3 separate regions of the Sus scrofa genome follow, and regions 1 and 2 are each linked to region 3. The links are chromatin contacts, called in public Hi-C and promoter capture Hi-C maps. All regions are on one chromosome and are shown on one strand. Each heading gives the region's core, a stretch centred on a gene start, on an enhancer-like site or on the middle of the called end of the contact. The rest is flanking DNA. Distances are from core to core; before and after follow the strand shown.

Region 1 (2,700 bases), core at 164-2,663, 270 kb before region 3:
TCCCCACGACAAGGTCTGGAGCCAGGGGACAGGCCCGGTGGAGGGAGAGGAGGGGTATTCAGCTGGATACAAGATTTGATTCAATTGGATGAGGTTTTGATTTGGACAGGACCAGACTTTTTAGAGCCTGGAAATTGGTCTTAATTATAGACATGAAACTGTTCTTGTGACTGGAGGGGATGGGCAAGCCAAGGACTCTGCTTGAGATGTCATTAAGGGTGGAGAAGAGAAATTCACCATAATGTGGCTGAAGGCAGTGAGGGGAGAACCACAGAGCTGCTTCCTGATTGCCCCTCTTCAGGTTCAGCCCATTCAACAAGTCAGTTACACGGGTAAACAAATAGGAGAATTTCAACTAGTCTAGAGCAGTGAAGCTGAACCAGGGTGATGGACTAGAAAGTGATGACTTGGGAGTGGGAAGGCTGCTCTGCGTTGGAGGGGTCAGGGGTGGCCACTCCAGGCGGTGAAGTTGGAGCTGAGAGGTGAAATGATGATGAGGAGCTGGTCCTGTAAAACATCTTGGCGATGAGTGTTCCCAGGGAGAAGGAGCGGGCATCAACGTGGCTTGTTCCAGGAGCAGAGAGGACGCCAGGGCAGCTGCATTGCGGTGGGTGCCCCACAAGAGGAGAGATAGATCTGAGAGGTGGGCAGTCCTACAGGGCTTTGGAGGCCAAGGTCAGGAGTTGAGGTTGTATTTCAGCATGAAGCATTAATTGAGTCGGCCCTTTGTATGGAAAGTTATAAACTGGTGCCTTCCTGCCTGCTCCATCCCCCTGCCTCTCTAGGAAGCCCATAGGCTGCAGGGGGCTGGGACAGCCATGGTTGCCAGGCCTTTAGACTTTAGGGCAGGGGACCATGTGTGTACATAGTGAGCTCACTCTTGAGTGGTACTAAGATGGGTGGCCATTGGCATTCTAGCAGCCCTGCCCTCTCCCTGCCAGCACAAGGAGTTGAGCACACACCCTGGATCCATCAGAGGCTCATCCAATCCGTAGGGAGTGAGGGGTTGAATGGGAGTCTAGGGAATGGACCTCTGAGCCCCAGGCAGGAGGCACCTGCATTTCATTCGCCTCTTGGACACACGCTGTCTCCTTGAGTGACCTTATTCCAGGTCTTCCATGTTTTTTTCCTCCGTGAAAAAGAGGACACCTCTTGCAGGTTCTGTCAACGCCTCAGGCCTGGGCTCGACCCTGACGCAAACAGGAAAGGGATTAAGATCAAGGAAGGAAGGCGGCTGGCAGCGGCAGGTCTCTACAAGACGCAGGACGGCTAAGACGCCGCCAAGTCCACCAGAGGGCGCGCTCCCTCCAGGCGACCTTCCAGCGCGCCCGCGTCCCACCACTGCGGAGGGAGGCGAGCGGCCTCGCGCTGCCCCAGCCCTAGAGGCACCCCTGGCCGACGCCCCCAGTGGCCCGGGAGGAAAACGAAGGACCCGGGGCCCATCCTTCGGAGCCTGTCTATCATGCCGTCTTGGCACCTCTCCTGATATCCTTCAGACGTTCGAGGCTGTAGCCTTGGGTCATCCAACCCGGCGTTTGTCCCTGAGGTCAGGGGCTGGAGATGAATTCTGGACAGGTCAGCAGTTTAGCCTGCCCAGGACAGGAGAAAGGTGGCTCGGGGCTGCCCCTGTCCCAGCAGGCGTCATTTCCCCTACCAGACCTTGGTCCGCCCTGCGCCGCCCCCAGTTCCTCACGGGTTAACCCCCCTCGCCGCCCGCTCGCTTCCCGGTGCCAAAGTGGGTGTTGCTGGAATTCCTCTCTCCCTCTCCCGTAATGAGGGGGCTGAGCTGTCCCTCCGAGGAGGGGGCATGGTGTGGATAAAAGAGACGAAAAGTCAGGGGGAGGTTTCCAAAAATAAAACGCTCCGATTCCCCTTCAGAAGGCTACAGTGACTGGGAGAAGGCGCGAAGGTGCAACAGCAGTGCGCGCGCAGCTGGAGACAGAGCGCGATCGCTGGGCTCAGGGCGCGCAGCCCCGGGCCGCTCCCGCCGCCAGGCCCTCGCTCCAGAGAGAGCCCGGCCCGTAGTCTGACTCGGGGGCCCTAGACGGGGAAAGGCGGGCCACCCGGTGGGGTCCGGAGCGCAGCCCGCTGGCGGCCTGGCGCACCGACAGCTAGCCCCTGGGCTGTTCCCCGTGCGCACCGCTCTGCAGCCGCCCAGGCGCCATGAGGCCCTCGACCACCCGCCGCTGCCCCGGGCGCGCCCTGAGGAACCCCTGGAGGAGCTTCCTGCCGCTCACCCTGGCTCTCTTCGTGGGCTTGGGTCATGCTCAGAGGGACCCGGTGGGAAGATACGAGCCGGCTGGCAGGGACGCGAATCGGCTGCGGCGCCCCGGGGGCAGCCACCCCGCAGCGGCTGCAGCCAAGGTGTACGGTCTGTTCCGGGATCAGGACGCGTCGGTCCCGGGTTTGCCGCCCGAGGAGCGGGCCCAGCCTGGCTGGGGCAGCGCCAGGAGGCCCGCCGAGACCGAGGCCAGGAGGCCGCCCCGCGCGCAGCAGCCGCGTCGAGTCCAGCCACCTGCGCAGACCTGGAGAAGCCGTTCCTTGAGCCAGCAGCAGCCGGCATCCCGGGACCGGGCTGCCGCAGCTCTCCCGCGCCTCGGGACGGTTCAGCGGCCGCGAGCTGCGCGAGGGCGGCTTACGGGGTGAGCATTGGAGAGGGAAGCATGGGGGCTAAAGGGAGCGAGGGCCAGTCTCCCGTGC
Region 2 (2,700 bases), core at 71-2,570, 390 kb before region 3:
GAATATATTCTGAGAAGTAACTCTTGAGCCATCCCTTTGCTCTGGTGTCTAGAAATATCTTCAAAAACAGTTCTTTTAATAATCCACATTTAGCTCATTAAAAAGCTGAGATGTCAGCCTCTGAGTTTTATGGAATCCTCTGGAGTGTAAAGTAGCTAGTATTATGTGTTGGAATCAGGCTAAGCACGGAGGTAAAGCCCCCAGGCCCGCTCACTTAGGGCCGTCTAGGTGAGAGACAGCAGCTTGGGCAGCTTTCTTACCTGTGGAGTCATCGTAGAGGGATCTGGCTCAGGAGCAGTTTGCTGCTGTTCAGCACTCTTGTTCTTGGCCCCACTCTCCAAAGGCTCTTGCTGAACAGTTGTCTTATTCCCAGAAGAGGCGGACGGTGGTGGTGGAGCTAGTAGCTGGGATTTAGAATGGCCTTGGGAGGGGCGGGAAGGAGATGCCTGAGAAGGGGGCATGTAGGACTGGGAATGGCTCAAATAGGACTGCGAGGAGGAGGAAGAGGAAGAATAGGATGGGGTGGGCGCCAGGTAGGATTGGGAAGTTGGGGACTGAGAAGGGGACGGCTGAGCAGGAGGCAGATAGGGCTGAGACGAGGCTGGGGGATAGTACGAGGGTGGCGGCTGAGGTGGGGGCATGTAAGATTGAGAGGGGGGCATATAGGACCCCGGCGGTACTGGGGGAGATTCAGGGGGGGAATCCAGCTCCATGGGAACCAAACCAGGAGGCCCGTCTCGTTGATGGTGGAGCATCTGGTGTTTGTACTGCTGCTGCTTCTGATAGCTGAGAGCCGGCCCAGGTGGCGGGGGCATCGGCGGCGGCGGTGGCTGCCAGTCCCCGTAGCCGCCCCCCGGCATCACCGGCGGGGGCGGCAGGGGGGGCGGAGGAAGGTGATGGGGCTGAAGCACGCACTGCATTTGCTTCTGATGCATCTGCTGCAGCTGCTGGAGCTGCGCCAGGTGCTGCTCGCGGAAGCTCATGAAGCCCGAGGAGGAAGGGGCCGCGGGAGTCGTCGAGCTCGAGTACCCGGGCCCCGGCGAGGCCTCAGGAAGCGCCACCGGCGGCGGCGGCGGGACCGGCGGCGGCGGCGGATAGTGGCTGCTCCCGCCATACCGGCCCCAATTCGGGTACATATCGGAGAAGAAGGCGCTGGGCTCGTCCCGGCGCCGTTACTCGTCGCAACCGACCTCTAGGAGCTGCGGCAGCGACGGCGACAGCCGGAACTCGCGGCGCCTACAGGCCCCGGAGCGTGTAAACGGAGCGCGCCAGTGCGCCGGCGCTACCGAGCTGGGCCCGCGACCGGGAAGGCGGGGAGGTACTGGGACGACTACGCCTGCGCAGTAACCACAGAGAGGAGAACAAAGGCGAGATAGAGCAGCCCTTTGCTTGGCGACTCTCGGTTGCCATCTTCCTTCCGGTTGAGATAATGTAGGTGCAAGTGGACTGTTCTTATAGAAGCGGGGAACCATAGAGTCTCATAACTGAGAAGGGTAGTAGAGATCCTATCGCTCTACGAGTTCATTTTTGAATGGAAAAAAAAAAAAAAAGGACCCATTCCCATTCACAATAGCAACAATCGCAACAACAACAAAAAAAACAAGAAACAAGTAGAAATAACACTAATAAAAAATATGTAGAATCTGTATGAAGGAAACTACAGAACCATATTGAGTCATATCCGAGTGGAATAAAATTAGACTTGAAATAATGGAGAGGTTTACCATGGTTCTGAATGAAAAGAGGAAAAATTATAAAGATGTCACTTCTTCTCAAATTAATGAATAGACTTCATTGAGTTCCAACAAAAAAATCCAAATGGGAACAAATCTGTGAAGGATGGAAATGTAGTTTGAAGACAGAATGTAAGACAACATCAATTCCTGCGGGTATTGTAAAAGAGGAGAAATTTTATTCTTTAACTCAACACAGAAATATTATGTTGGAAAAGCTCAGCGAAAGGAAAGATAGCAGAAACCGGACAGAAGATTGTCTGGAGAGGGTGACTTAGGAAAGAATCCAATCTCTCATGAAAATAATCCAGTCTCTCATCATAATACCAAACATGAACTTCCTGTGGCTTGAGTGTACCAGTGAGTAACAAAGCTAATATACACTGAATTCTGGGGCAGGGGGGAGCCACCCAGCTCTGAGAACACTAAGTGTGTCAATTACGTACCACTTAAATATTTGACTTTACTTCCATCTTAACAACCCAGATCACCTCTCCTAGGAGGTGGATGTAAGTGGAAAGTGGGGCAGCTAAGTTTCCTTCAGAAGAAACAGCTTTTCATTCTCAAATAGGAATTTAGTTGTTTTTCTTTTAACTTATATTGAAATATAAAGTATTACATAAAATTACTCATAAGTGTACAGCTTAGTAAATTTTTACAAACCAATCACACTTGTGTACAGATCAAGAAACAGAACATTATCCAACTCACAAATCCCACTTCCATATAATTTTAATATTTCCATAAATCCCACTTCCATTCAATTTTAATGTTTTCAATTAAAATTCTCTTTGAAAACTATAAAAATAAATTAATTTACTACAGAACCGACTTAAGGAGGAAATCAGATGATCATCTTACTAGATGCAGAGAAAGAATAGGATGAGTTTCAATATCCACGTATGATTTTTTAAAAAAGTTTCCAAGCCAGAAGTGAAAGGGAACTTCTTTAATCTTATCCAGAGTA
Region 3 (2,700 bases), core at 91-2,590:
GCCTTGATATTTTAGTTGCTTCATTAATTTTTCCAGAAATTGTATCCCTATATGTTTATCTGTTTGATTTTCAAAGTAGCAAGGACATCCTTGGGAAATCACACTTAGGAATAGGTTAAATTCTTGCTGTGTCTAGGAATCACTCAGTTATCTACTCTTCCACAAAATCTGGACTTGCCTTTTCCCCAGCCTGAGTTGGACGGCCCTCTCTGTGGCTCTGGGACATTGTTTTTTAGTCTAGGAAGTGGGACAAGGCTAAGATTTCACTCCTCCCCATTTGGCAATGTCTGGAGACATTTGGGGTTCGCGCACTGGGTCTAGGGTAGTGCTGCTAGAACCTAGTGGGTAGAGGCCAGGGATACTGCTCAACATCCTACAATACAGAGGGCAGTCTCTTCAATCCCCAAAAAAGAATTATCAAACCCCAAAATCAGTAGTGCCAAGGCTGAGAAACTCTATTGTATGGTATCTTTGCCATAGCACTTCATAAAGACAACTGTAATTGTCAACTGATTGGCCTTCCCAGCTAGACTGTTAATACCATGAAGGCATGTGACAGGTATATCTTGTTGAGTGTTTGGAATATAGTTGACACAATAAGGATTAAAAGAATGTGGGAAGATACAACTAGATTCAAACTTAACAGCTCTGTGAGATCATGCTGCTTGTTATCAGCCAGTTGATAAACATTTCAATCAACAGTTAACAAATTTTTATTAAGCTCTCACTATATACTAGCAGTGTTTGAGGTACTGGGAGTACAACCATGAACAAGACGGAGTCTCTGCTCAATGAAATTTATTCTTTCAAAGGAAGACAAACAATAAGCAAGAAGCTGATTTCAGACAGTGATAAATATTTATGAAGAAAACTGTAATGCACTAGTGAACGATGGGGCAAATTCTAAGCAGGGTGAGCAGCTGACTTTTGAACTAATGAATGGAAAGCTCTAGGCTAGGGAGAAGAATGATCCAAGCAAAGACCCTGCGGCCAGAATAAAGCGGTCATTCCAATGAAGGCCAAGGGGAGAAGGCCGGATCACCAGTGCCATGGAAACGTTTGGATTTTATTCTACCTGAAATTGGAAGCCTGATGTATGTTGTTAAAAGATCACTCTGGCTTTTGGGGGAGCATTATGGAACATCTACATTCAGAGTTTAAAATACATTTCATAACATACTTCAGTCACCGTCTCGGCTACCTCTTGCCAAAGGGGAAACGTCCCATACTGACGAGGGGGCGCTGCAGGCGCGGGGTCCCCAGGCTCAGCACTCTGGTTCTTTAAGAGAAGGCGGTCGCTTCCGGGAGCGGCCGCGTCGCGCTGCGCCTGCCTCTCTATCTGCCCGTCTCTGTGGTAGTGGGTCCCGGGGCCCCGCCCCTGCCCGGCCGGCAGCCGGCTGTTCCGACTCCAACCCGAGCCGACCCTAGAGGGCCGGCTCCTGCGTGGGTCGGATCCCAGGTCATGGCGGTCTCTGGTCCTGCGCGCAGAGCTGGCGCCAGGTGAGCAGGCGACTGGGGAGGAAGGCCGGACCTCGGGGCGCCCTGCTCCGGGCTGTGTGGGGAAGGGGCACAGCTGCCTTGCGCCTTCTTAACTTGCTGTGATTTTAAAAAGAAAAAAAAAATCTTTTACTCAACGTTGTGTTTTTGAGATCATCCATGCTATAGTAATCTAGTTTCCACTTCCGAGTGCTGCGCCGTGCCAACCGAGTGCATTAGACCCTAGTGTTGCTATACATTCCCCTAGCGATGGACATTTAGTTTGCTTCCAGTTTTTAACCACCCCTGCCTCCTTTATGGATATATGGATGATTTCTTTGTATTATACACCCCTGGGGTGGGATGGCATGCCACACTTAATTTGTTCTTTGGAATGGTCACACCCAGCTTCCCACCAGCTTCCCAACAGCATTGCATAAGGGTTCCTGTTTCCCCTTAAGCACCGCCCCCCTCCGATCTTTTGGTATTGTTTGGTGTTCTAATGTTTATCCACCTGATCCGTTTAAGGTAGTATCCCATTGTGTTAATTCTCCTGAATCAAGCATTTCGGTTTTCTTTTTTTTTTTTTTTTTTTTTTTTTTTTTTTTGGCTTTTTGCCTTTTTCTAGGACTACTTCCGCGGCATATGGAGGTTCCCAGGCTAGAGGTTGGATCGGAGCTGTGGCCACCAGCCTACACCAGGGCCAAAGGGATTCGAGCCGCATCTGCAACCTGCACCACAGCTCACGGCAACGTGGGATCCTTAACCCACTGAGCAAGGGCAGGGATCGAACCCTCAACCTCATGGTTCCTAGTCGGATTCGTTAACCACTGCGCCATGACGGGAACTCCGGTTTTCCTTTATTTATATCTTTTTCCCCACTTTTCCATGGATTGTCTGTCTTCCTGAGGAAGGAATTTATTGTATGCTATAGATTTTATTACTTTGTTTTTCACTCTGCGAATACCTTCTCCAACTCTTCTCTTTTTTCTTTCTTTTTTTTTAATGGCCATGGTGGCATATGGAAGTTCCCAGGCTAGGGGTTGAATCAGAGCTGTAGCTGCCAGCCACAGCCACAGCAACCCCAGGTCCGAGCCGCATCTGGGACCTACACCACAGCGCATGGCAATGGCCAGATCCCTTAACCCACTGAGCAAGGCCAGAGATAGAACCCACATCCTCATGGATACTGGTCAGGTTCTTAACCCCCTGAGCTACAATGGG

The links. Promoter capture Hi-C pulls out the DNA fragments that hold promoters and counts their contacts. Hi-C and Micro-C count contacts between places; a contact is called where the count stands out from the background.
Region 1: a contact with region 3 is called in a Hi-C map of embryonic fibroblasts, with 2.5 times the contacts expected there. The contact joins the promoter of LTBP2 here to the promoter of ABCD4 in region 3. A contact is called at or near these places in 2 of 47 Hi-C or Micro-C datasets (embryonic fibroblasts and heart right ventricle).
Region 2: a contact with region 3 is called in a promoter capture Hi-C map of liver, with 2.1 times the contacts expected there. The contact joins the promoter of YLPM1 here to the promoter of ABCD4 in region 3. A contact is called at or near these places in 1 of 5 promoter capture datasets (liver) and 1 of 47 Hi-C or Micro-C datasets (embryonic fibroblasts).

What each region holds. Positions count from the first base shown.
Region 1 is chr7:97,851,561-97,854,260 of Sscrofa11.1, reverse strand. LTBP2 (latent-transforming growth factor beta-binding protein 2) reads left to right here and starts at 1,413. Exons shown (of 34, transcript XM_021099520.1): 1 at 1,413-2,642. The coding sequence starts at 2,164.
Region 2 is chr7:97,974,749-97,977,448 of Sscrofa11.1, reverse strand. YLPM1 (YLP motif-containing protein 1) reads right to left here and starts at 1,320. Exons shown (of 21, transcript XM_001924711.7): 1 at 261-1,320. The coding sequence starts at 1,136.
Region 3 is chr7:97,584,333-97,587,032 of Sscrofa11.1, reverse strand. It overlaps ABCD4 (ATP-binding cassette sub-family D member 4), which reads left to right and starts at 1,340. Exons shown (of 20, transcript XM_001929196.5): 1 at 1,340-1,500. The coding sequence starts at 1,463.